2 separate regions of the Pan troglodytes genome follow, and region 2 is linked to region 1. Evidence: chromatin contacts called from public HiChIP or PLAC-seq data. All regions are on one chromosome and are shown on one strand. Each heading gives the region's core, a stretch centred on a gene start, on an enhancer-like site or on the middle of the called end of the contact. The rest is flanking DNA. Distances are from core to core; before and after follow the strand shown. Region 1 holds the start of CCDC83 (coiled-coil domain containing 83). Region 2 holds the start of HIKESHI (heat shock protein nuclear import factor hikeshi).

Region 1 (3,675 bases), core at 321-2,820:
TATCCAGGTACATATTCTTTCTTTGAGACAGAGGCTCGCTCTGTCACCCGTGCAGTGGCAGTCTCGGCTCACTGAGATCTCAGCCTTCCAGGCTCAAGCAATTCTTCGGCCTCCACCTCCGAAGTAGCTGGGACTACAGGCACTCACCACCATGCCTGGCTAATTTTTCGTAGAGATGGGGTTTTGCCATGTTGGCTACGCTGGTCTCAAACTCCTTACCGCAAGCAATCTGTCCACCTCGGCCTCCCAAACTGCTGAGATTACAGGCGTGAGGGATTGTAGGCGTGAGGGATTTGTAATTACAAGCGTGAGCCACCACGCCCTGCTATATTACTTACTTCTTAAACACCTGCAGTTCATTAAAATACACCATGTATAAATTATAAATCATAATATTATCAAGAACTGTTATTTCTAAGTGCTGAATAAAATGAATATTTCCACTCATTAAAAAAAAAAAAAAAGAAGAAAGTTGTCCGTTCAAAGCCAGTGTCAAAGTACCAAAAAAAGAAAATTATCTTGCGGCAGATAATGAGAAATAATGCAGGAGAGGAAAGAGGAACTTTAAAGGCTGTACGTGTAGGATTTTCTTTTTCTCTCTCGGAGGAAAGAACAGCAAAAAGCCAAGAGTGGGAAATGCTGGACTTAAATTCCTTTCTTTAGGTTTACGAACAAAAAAGGAAAGCGAGAAGAAAAACAGAATCAAGGACTTATACAGCAGGAAGTTGTCCTGTAAGCATTTAGTCCAGGGATCTGCCATTCTTATTAAGAGCTAAAACCAAAGAATTAGTGCACAAAAGTAGAAAGAAGACAAGCCGCCATTGTGGAAGGAGCGCCGCGGGGCAGAGGCGCGCAGAAGCCTCACCAGACAACCGGGCCCCGTCCCCGTCCCCCGAACTGTGCGGAAACCGCCACCGAGTCCAGGCGTCTCATTTTACAGCGGAAGACACAAACTCTGAGACCCAAATGACCTGCTCACGGTCACAGCACAAAGCCCGTGGGCCCTGTGTCTACAGTCACCAACTTCCAGGCTTGCGACTAAAGGGAGCCAACGAGCGCGTGAGCGTCTGAGACCAGCTGGCTGAGGGACGCCGAAAATCCCGCGCGGAGGAAGGCGGGAGAGCGCTACCGCGGCTACCAAGGCGGCGGCGCGGGCGCTCGGCCGGGACCCTTCCCTGCGTCGCCACTAGATGGCGCGCTCGGCCCGCCGTTCGTGGCTAAACTAGGGCGGGTGGGGAGGGAGTAGGGAGGAGGACGTCGGTTGCCTTGGAAATGCAGGGCGCGGCAGCTGCTGCGGTGGAGCCCGTAGGCCTGGCCGGCGGGCTGAAAGGAAGTGCGAGCTGTTCGCCCAGGGCCGGGTATCCGCCCCCTGCAGGCTGTGGAGGGGATGTCAGGAGACTGGCTGGCCTCTTTTCTTGGCCCCCGACTCCTTCCAGTCTGACACTGAAGACTTTATAAGCTTCCCCCCGACCACCCTCCACGGGCTCCACTCTCCACGGGCCCCTCTCTACGGGCCTGGGCTTGCGCCGCTTCGAGATCAGCCTGGGGGTCGCGCCCTCCTGGTCTTGTCCACGAAGCGCCGTTCTTGGGCCGTTAGGAGCTGCTGGGAAGGGCTCTGATAGGCCCACTCCTCTTCTCCACCCAGGATATGAGAAGGAGGGCAGGCCTTTTTAATCTGATCAGAATGTTAACCCATCTCTCCGCCTTGCGGTAGAACCCCTGGATACATTATTTGCCCTCTCGAAAGGCAGGCTCTGAATTTGATTCAGGTTTGTAACCTTCACGGTGCCCTCACACAGCCCCTAGCACACAGCAGACGCAGAGTAGACTAAGAATGCCTTTCATTCTTATGAGGCTTTATCACTTGACAGTTTTCCCAAAGCGTCTGGAGCCTCATAGCCCGGACAGCAACTAGGACAGATGGAGGAGGAAACAGGTCAGAGGTTCAGAGACTTGGCCTAGGTTATACAACTCTGTGCAGGAGCTGGGACTAAGCTCGGTCTTGCTTCTCTTAGTGCCCTTCTCACCAAATTCTGAGTCTAGTGAATGCTTTCTGAGGACCTCACATACTCTTGCATCCTTCTCAATACCAGTGCAATGCTCTTCCCCTGTAGGTACTTCATATGTGCTAAGTGTGTTATTGATGTCTTTTACCCTCATATCCCAATTCATAGATTGGTTTCAACTTCTTGCTCTGGATACTACAACATTCTTCTAAAGAAAACACTTGGTTTCTTTTATGAATTTGTCACATTTGTACAGTGCCATGTTGTTTCCTCACTCCCTTCCTTATCCCATAATTTTCTGCTGGGCAAGAGAGAGAGTTGAGGAAGTGATTAAGAGATGGGAAAAAGTGCCCTATCTAAGCCCCCCCCCCCCAAAAAAAAAAAAAGGAAAAGAAAGATTCCTGTGATGACAGAGGAGAAAAATAATGACTGGGTATTTATCAGTCTATGTGATAATTGCTCATGGATTGCCTTACAGCCACCTCCAGAAGATCCTCTTTAGACTCACTACTGCTATTTGAAGGTAGAAAGAAGCCTTTTTGTTCTCTACCATTATTATTGCATATTTTTCCCTTATCCTCATACTAATATTTTCATAGTTATTTTTCTTTTCTTTGTTGATAATTCTAAAACTGAAGGACAGTAAGAGTGGGAAAAAATGTAGTTCTGGTTACTAGAGAAGTTAGTGTAATATACTGCAGTTCAAACTATTTGATATTAGCAACTCTGGATCAGAAGACGGACTAATTTTAAAGCTAAGACTCCAATATCTTTGGGTACTGCAGTAGAAAAATGTGCCATGACTAAAGGATTTGGTGAAGAAAATACATGCTAATGTAATGTACATCATCAGTCATCCAAGTGAAACTTGAAAATGTCACTCATCTAGATATTTTTAAATACCTTGATTTTAATATATGATTTTAACATATTTCCAAACCGGGCAAATTTTACATTTTAACACTAACGATTTTGGTCCCTATCATATATACATAATCAATATGAAAAGAGGTCTCAATTTTTAAAATTAATGTTTTAGGTGGTACTATTACCACTGAATGGCTTTAAATTAATTCAGGATTTTTAAAAACATTTACTGGAGACCATTTCTAATTGAGTTAAACATGTGTTCTGTGCAATCTCATTTGCAGTAGCCACAAAATGAATAAACTACCTGGGAACCCCCTGCCCAGTGCCATACCCCCAGTGCCTGTCCCCAGATCGAGGCTTGGGCCCCTTCAGCCATGTCTATCACAAGCACCACCAGCATGTCTGACAAACTGCCCTACAAAGTCACTGACATTGGCCTGGACTTCTGGGGACGCAAAGCCCTGGATATTGTGGAGAACCAGATGCCGGGCCTGACGTGCATGTGGGAGCTGTACTCGACCCTCCAAGCCCTTGAAGGGCACGCGCATCACCAGTTGCCTCCATAGGACCCATGGAGATGGCCATCCTCATTGAGACCCTCATTACCCTGGGTGCCAAGCTGCAGTGGTCCAGCTGCAACATCACCCAGGACCATGCGGCAGCTGCCACTGCCAAGGCTGGCATTCCAGTTGTACGCCTGGAAGGGCGAAACAGAGGAAGAGTACCTGTGGTGCACCAAGCGGATATTATACTTCAAAGACGGCCTCCTCAACGTGATTCTGGATGTCGCTGGGGCCCC
Region 2 (3,890 bases), core at 195-2,694, 440 kb after region 1:
AGTAGGAGTTGCTCAGAGAATTCAAAAGTATGGCTAGTGCACAAGGTGGGTATGAAGAAGACATGGAAAATTAGTTAGGACGGGCAATAATGCTAAATATTAACATTTATTGAGTAAGCTACATTCTGGCCACTATTGAGTACTTTACATGTAAGAACCCTCAAAACAACTTTATGAGGTAGATACTACTATTACTTCATTTTAAAGATGGGGAAAAGGAGGTATGGGAGTGTTAGGTTAACTTGCCTGAGATTATGTAACTAATAAATGGCAGAGATGGGCTCTGAACCCAGGTAGTGTGGGTGCCTTAATTTATGAAGTGGTCTTCATATGAATGGCCTTTTTATTCTGAAGGTTCTAGGACTTTTTAGATAGTAAGTTGGAAACATTGGTAGATCCTTTCCTACCTCTTCACCTTTGGCACAGCTATCTCAAAGGAGTATCGGTGATAAGATAGGTGATCAGTTTAGGGATCCACAGTGGAGGCCAGAGGACTGTTCCAAACACTGATCCCCCATATGTAAACTGAGAACTGGGAAGACAGACCTGCTTTACGGCTGGTGGCCAAGCTCAGATATTTCAAATTGGACAGAGACCCTTTACTATCCTATACAAGAAGAAAAGGAATTGGAGCTGTGAAAGGGAGAATAAGTATTGGTGGCAATCGGTACTTAATGCCAGTATTTTTTTTTTTTTTTTGGCTATTGTTTTGTATTTCCTATGAAACTTTTCTGCAAATCCACATAGAAAAAAATAGACATTTTTACAATAAAACTCCCACTAATTAAGCACAGCCAAGCACTGTTCTAAGTGTTTTATACATATTAGCTCATTTAGTCCTCACAGCAACCCTAGGCAATAGGCTCATTATTTGTCTTTTGCAAAGGAGGGGCACTGAAGCACAAAGACATCTACAACTCGTCCACAATTGTACAGCAAATGAATGGGAGAACTAAGTGAAGCTGGAAAGAACTACTATAAATTGTAGACAAGTACAAAACAATTGGTTAAAGATTAATACTTCTGAGACACGGTGTAGCAGAAAGAAACCCGGATTTGGATTAGGACTTGAATTCAGCCTCCAACATTTACTGCTGTGTAAAGATTTGAGGCTGATCACTCCTATAAAATTTGGATTATAATACTTACCTCATAGGGTTTTTGTAAAGATCTAGTGACGTGATTATTGTAAAAGTGCACCGTTAATCTCTCAGATGTCACAGAAACGTTAGAAGCATCTCTTCCCAGGATTGTAGATGGAAATGACGGATCCACAGATTTTGTGGCTATAAAACACCCGGACTACCGATCCCAGTGTGCAAAGCCTCCAGGCTTACCTTCCCGGAAACTGGCGCGGTGCCCTCTGGGACTTGTTCTGGGACTTGTAGTCTTGTACTGGCGCTGGCCCGCCTTTCTTCCTTAGTGGGGAAAACCGGGTGTAAGCCCCGGAAGTACTTGTTGCCTGAGCGGTGGGCTGCTTAGGAAGAGAAGGTCAGAGTTCGCGGGGGCAGAGGCATTCTTGCCGCTGGCCCAGTCACTATGTAGTGGAGGGGCAGACACCCTCCCGCAAATTCTGGAAGGTTCTTAGTCTCGACTAGGGCAGTAGCCCCAGGACTCCTAGTCGCCGGCTTCGGGTCACTGCCGGCTGAACGGAGCTGCCGTCGCCATGTTTGGCTGCTTGGTGGCGGGGAGGCTGGTGAGAATGGGACCGGGTGATATCAGGAAGGGGTCAGGATACCGAGGGCGAAGCCCTACGGCAGGGAGGGTGCGCAGGCGCTAGGGATGCGGGGAAGCCCACTTATTATATTTTGGGTGGGTATGTGAGGATGGAGCGTGGGAAGCTGGGTGCTCTCCTTTGCCCAGCTCTATTCAGATTCTTTCGAATAGTAGTCACAGTATAAGTTGGCATTTATTAAGTGTGCATTTTGTACCAAGTACTGGGCTAAGTGCAATGCACGCCTTTGGTCACTCAGCCTTATGTGTGGCGCTTATTTGGCACTTTGAACTTAATCCTCATAACTCGTGAGATGGTCTTTATCTTTGACATTTTGCAGTTACGGAACTAAGTTCAATCGCCAGTATAAATACCTTCTTTATTAACTTGAGGTAGAGGTGAATTTGGGATTGAATTTGGTCTATAGCAAACTGTTTTTCAAAGATTAAAGTGCTCAGGGAATGTATATCTTTTGGGTCCCTTTGGAAGAACCCGAGTAAAAATAAGCTTAATTTAATTGGAAGTTGGCTGAAACTTAACGTGTGAGCCGTATCTGAGATAACCAGAGAAGGATGCGAGTAGTGTGTTTCCTTATGGGTCAAAATAGATAACTTACCTTGCCAAATTGTTAGAGTAAATGAGAACAGCACCTGGAATTCTTTAGGAATAATCTGGAAGGTGAATCTTGTTTGTTTCCTTAGAAACCACACAGACATCAATTTTCAGGCCTGATTCCTTTCCCCTAGAAGTATTTTTCCTTCTTTTTTCTCCTGGCTTTTTAAAATGTTGCAGTCCCTTTGCTGAATTGTCTTTTTTTCCCATCAAGTTTTGATAATGTATTGTATTCTGTACATATACAGTTCTAAGAAGCCAGAAAGATAAGTTGGTGATGACTAGCCTCATAAAGTTTGTCTCTTGAATGACTGGGAGACCCCTGTGGTGATGGTGGTAATTCATAATCCTGGTGAGATAATTTTGCCCTGCTCTTAATAGGGAAAAAGGACAAACCTGGAATGATTGTGTGACTCAGACGAGTGAGTGTTATTAATGAATGACATTAAAACTGTGTTTCTTAAAGAATAAAAAGCCTATTTGGAATCCATGTATCTCTCACGTTGTCAACTAATTTGGAAGGAAATTTAGTTATGGTAATACCTGCCTCTATATATTGGGGATACTTGGTCCTTTAATTATGGAGTATTAGGACACATCAAAGTGAAGGACAAATAGACCTAGTGGCATCTCAAAACTTAACTATACGACTCTGTTATAAGAAAAATCCACTTATCTAAACTTATGAACCCAGTTTTTATTTCTTAAGATTTTTTTTCTTAAAGTGATACACCTTTTCTTAATGTCAAAAATTAGAGTGTGATGATACAGATTTGCAGACTGTTCAGTACCTATACAAAGTTGACACTTAAGAAATATTTATTTTGCCTGGTGGTTATTTCAAGACTCATAAATAATAATTTCCCATGCTTTTTAGGTTATATGCATGCCAAAGACTGGTGAAATTGAATTTAATACTAATACAGGCCATTTGGTTTGTGTTCTTCCTTTGTTTTATTCTTTATACTAAAGCTGGAGGATTTTAAAGTGGGTCAGAATACTTCTGAAGAGGGAATCAGAATTTGACTTTAGGAACACTGCCTTTGTATCTTGAGACTTAATTTAGGGCAGCCAGTTGATACTACTTTATAACTAATAGATAGTTGAAATTACATAGCAGTATATTTTTCTTAAGTTTATTTGTATCAGTAGATAGGATATTATAGAGGGAAAACTTACCTAACACACATATTTTCTCTGTAAGGCATGTCATAGCCTTCTTGCACTTAGGAAGACTAGCCAGCACTTGAACTTGGTCATTTTAAATAGCACGGTCACCAACAAAAATCACAAAAATGCTTTAAATAGATGAGACTGTGAAAAGGACACTTTTTCATATTACGAGGACTGAAACAAGATGGCATGTTCTACCTCAGCTGCCAGTGTGTGAGTTGCACAACTCACTTTTTTTTTTTTTTTTTTGAGACGGAATCTTACTCTGTCAGCCAGGCTGGAGTGCAATGGTGTGATCTCCGCTCATCGCAACCTCCGCCTCCAGGTTCAAGCAATTCTCATGCCTCAGCCTCCTGAGTAGCTGAGACTGCAGGCATGTGCCCCCATGCCC

The links. HiChIP or PLAC-seq counts read pairs in DNA pulled down with a chosen protein or histone mark.
Region 2: an H3K4me3 HiChIP or PLAC-seq map of stem cell-derived excitatory neurons shows a contact between it and region 1, with 6 times the contacts expected there. The contact joins the promoter of HIKESHI here to the promoter of CCDC83 in region 1. A contact is called at or near these places in 1 of 7 Hi-C or Micro-C datasets (stem cell-derived neural progenitor cells) and 1 of 1 datasets of contacts at active chromatin or transcription factors (stem cell-derived excitatory neurons).

What each region holds. Positions count from the first base shown.
Region 1 is chr9:87,870,667-87,874,341 of NHGRI_mPanTro3-v2.0_pri, forward strand. It overlaps CCDC83 (coiled-coil domain containing 83), which reads left to right and starts at 1,571. Exons shown (of 12, transcript NM_001279934.1): 1 at 1,571-1,769. SYTL2 (synaptotagmin like 2) reads right to left here and starts at 1,061. Exons shown (of 20, transcript XM_063783356.1): 1 at 866-1,061. It also overlaps the pseudogene LOC104001282.
Region 2 is chr9:88,312,314-88,316,203 of NHGRI_mPanTro3-v2.0_pri, forward strand. HIKESHI (heat shock protein nuclear import factor hikeshi) reads left to right here and starts at 1,445. Exons shown (of 5, transcript NM_001242569.1): 1 at 1,445-1,696. The coding sequence starts at 1,667.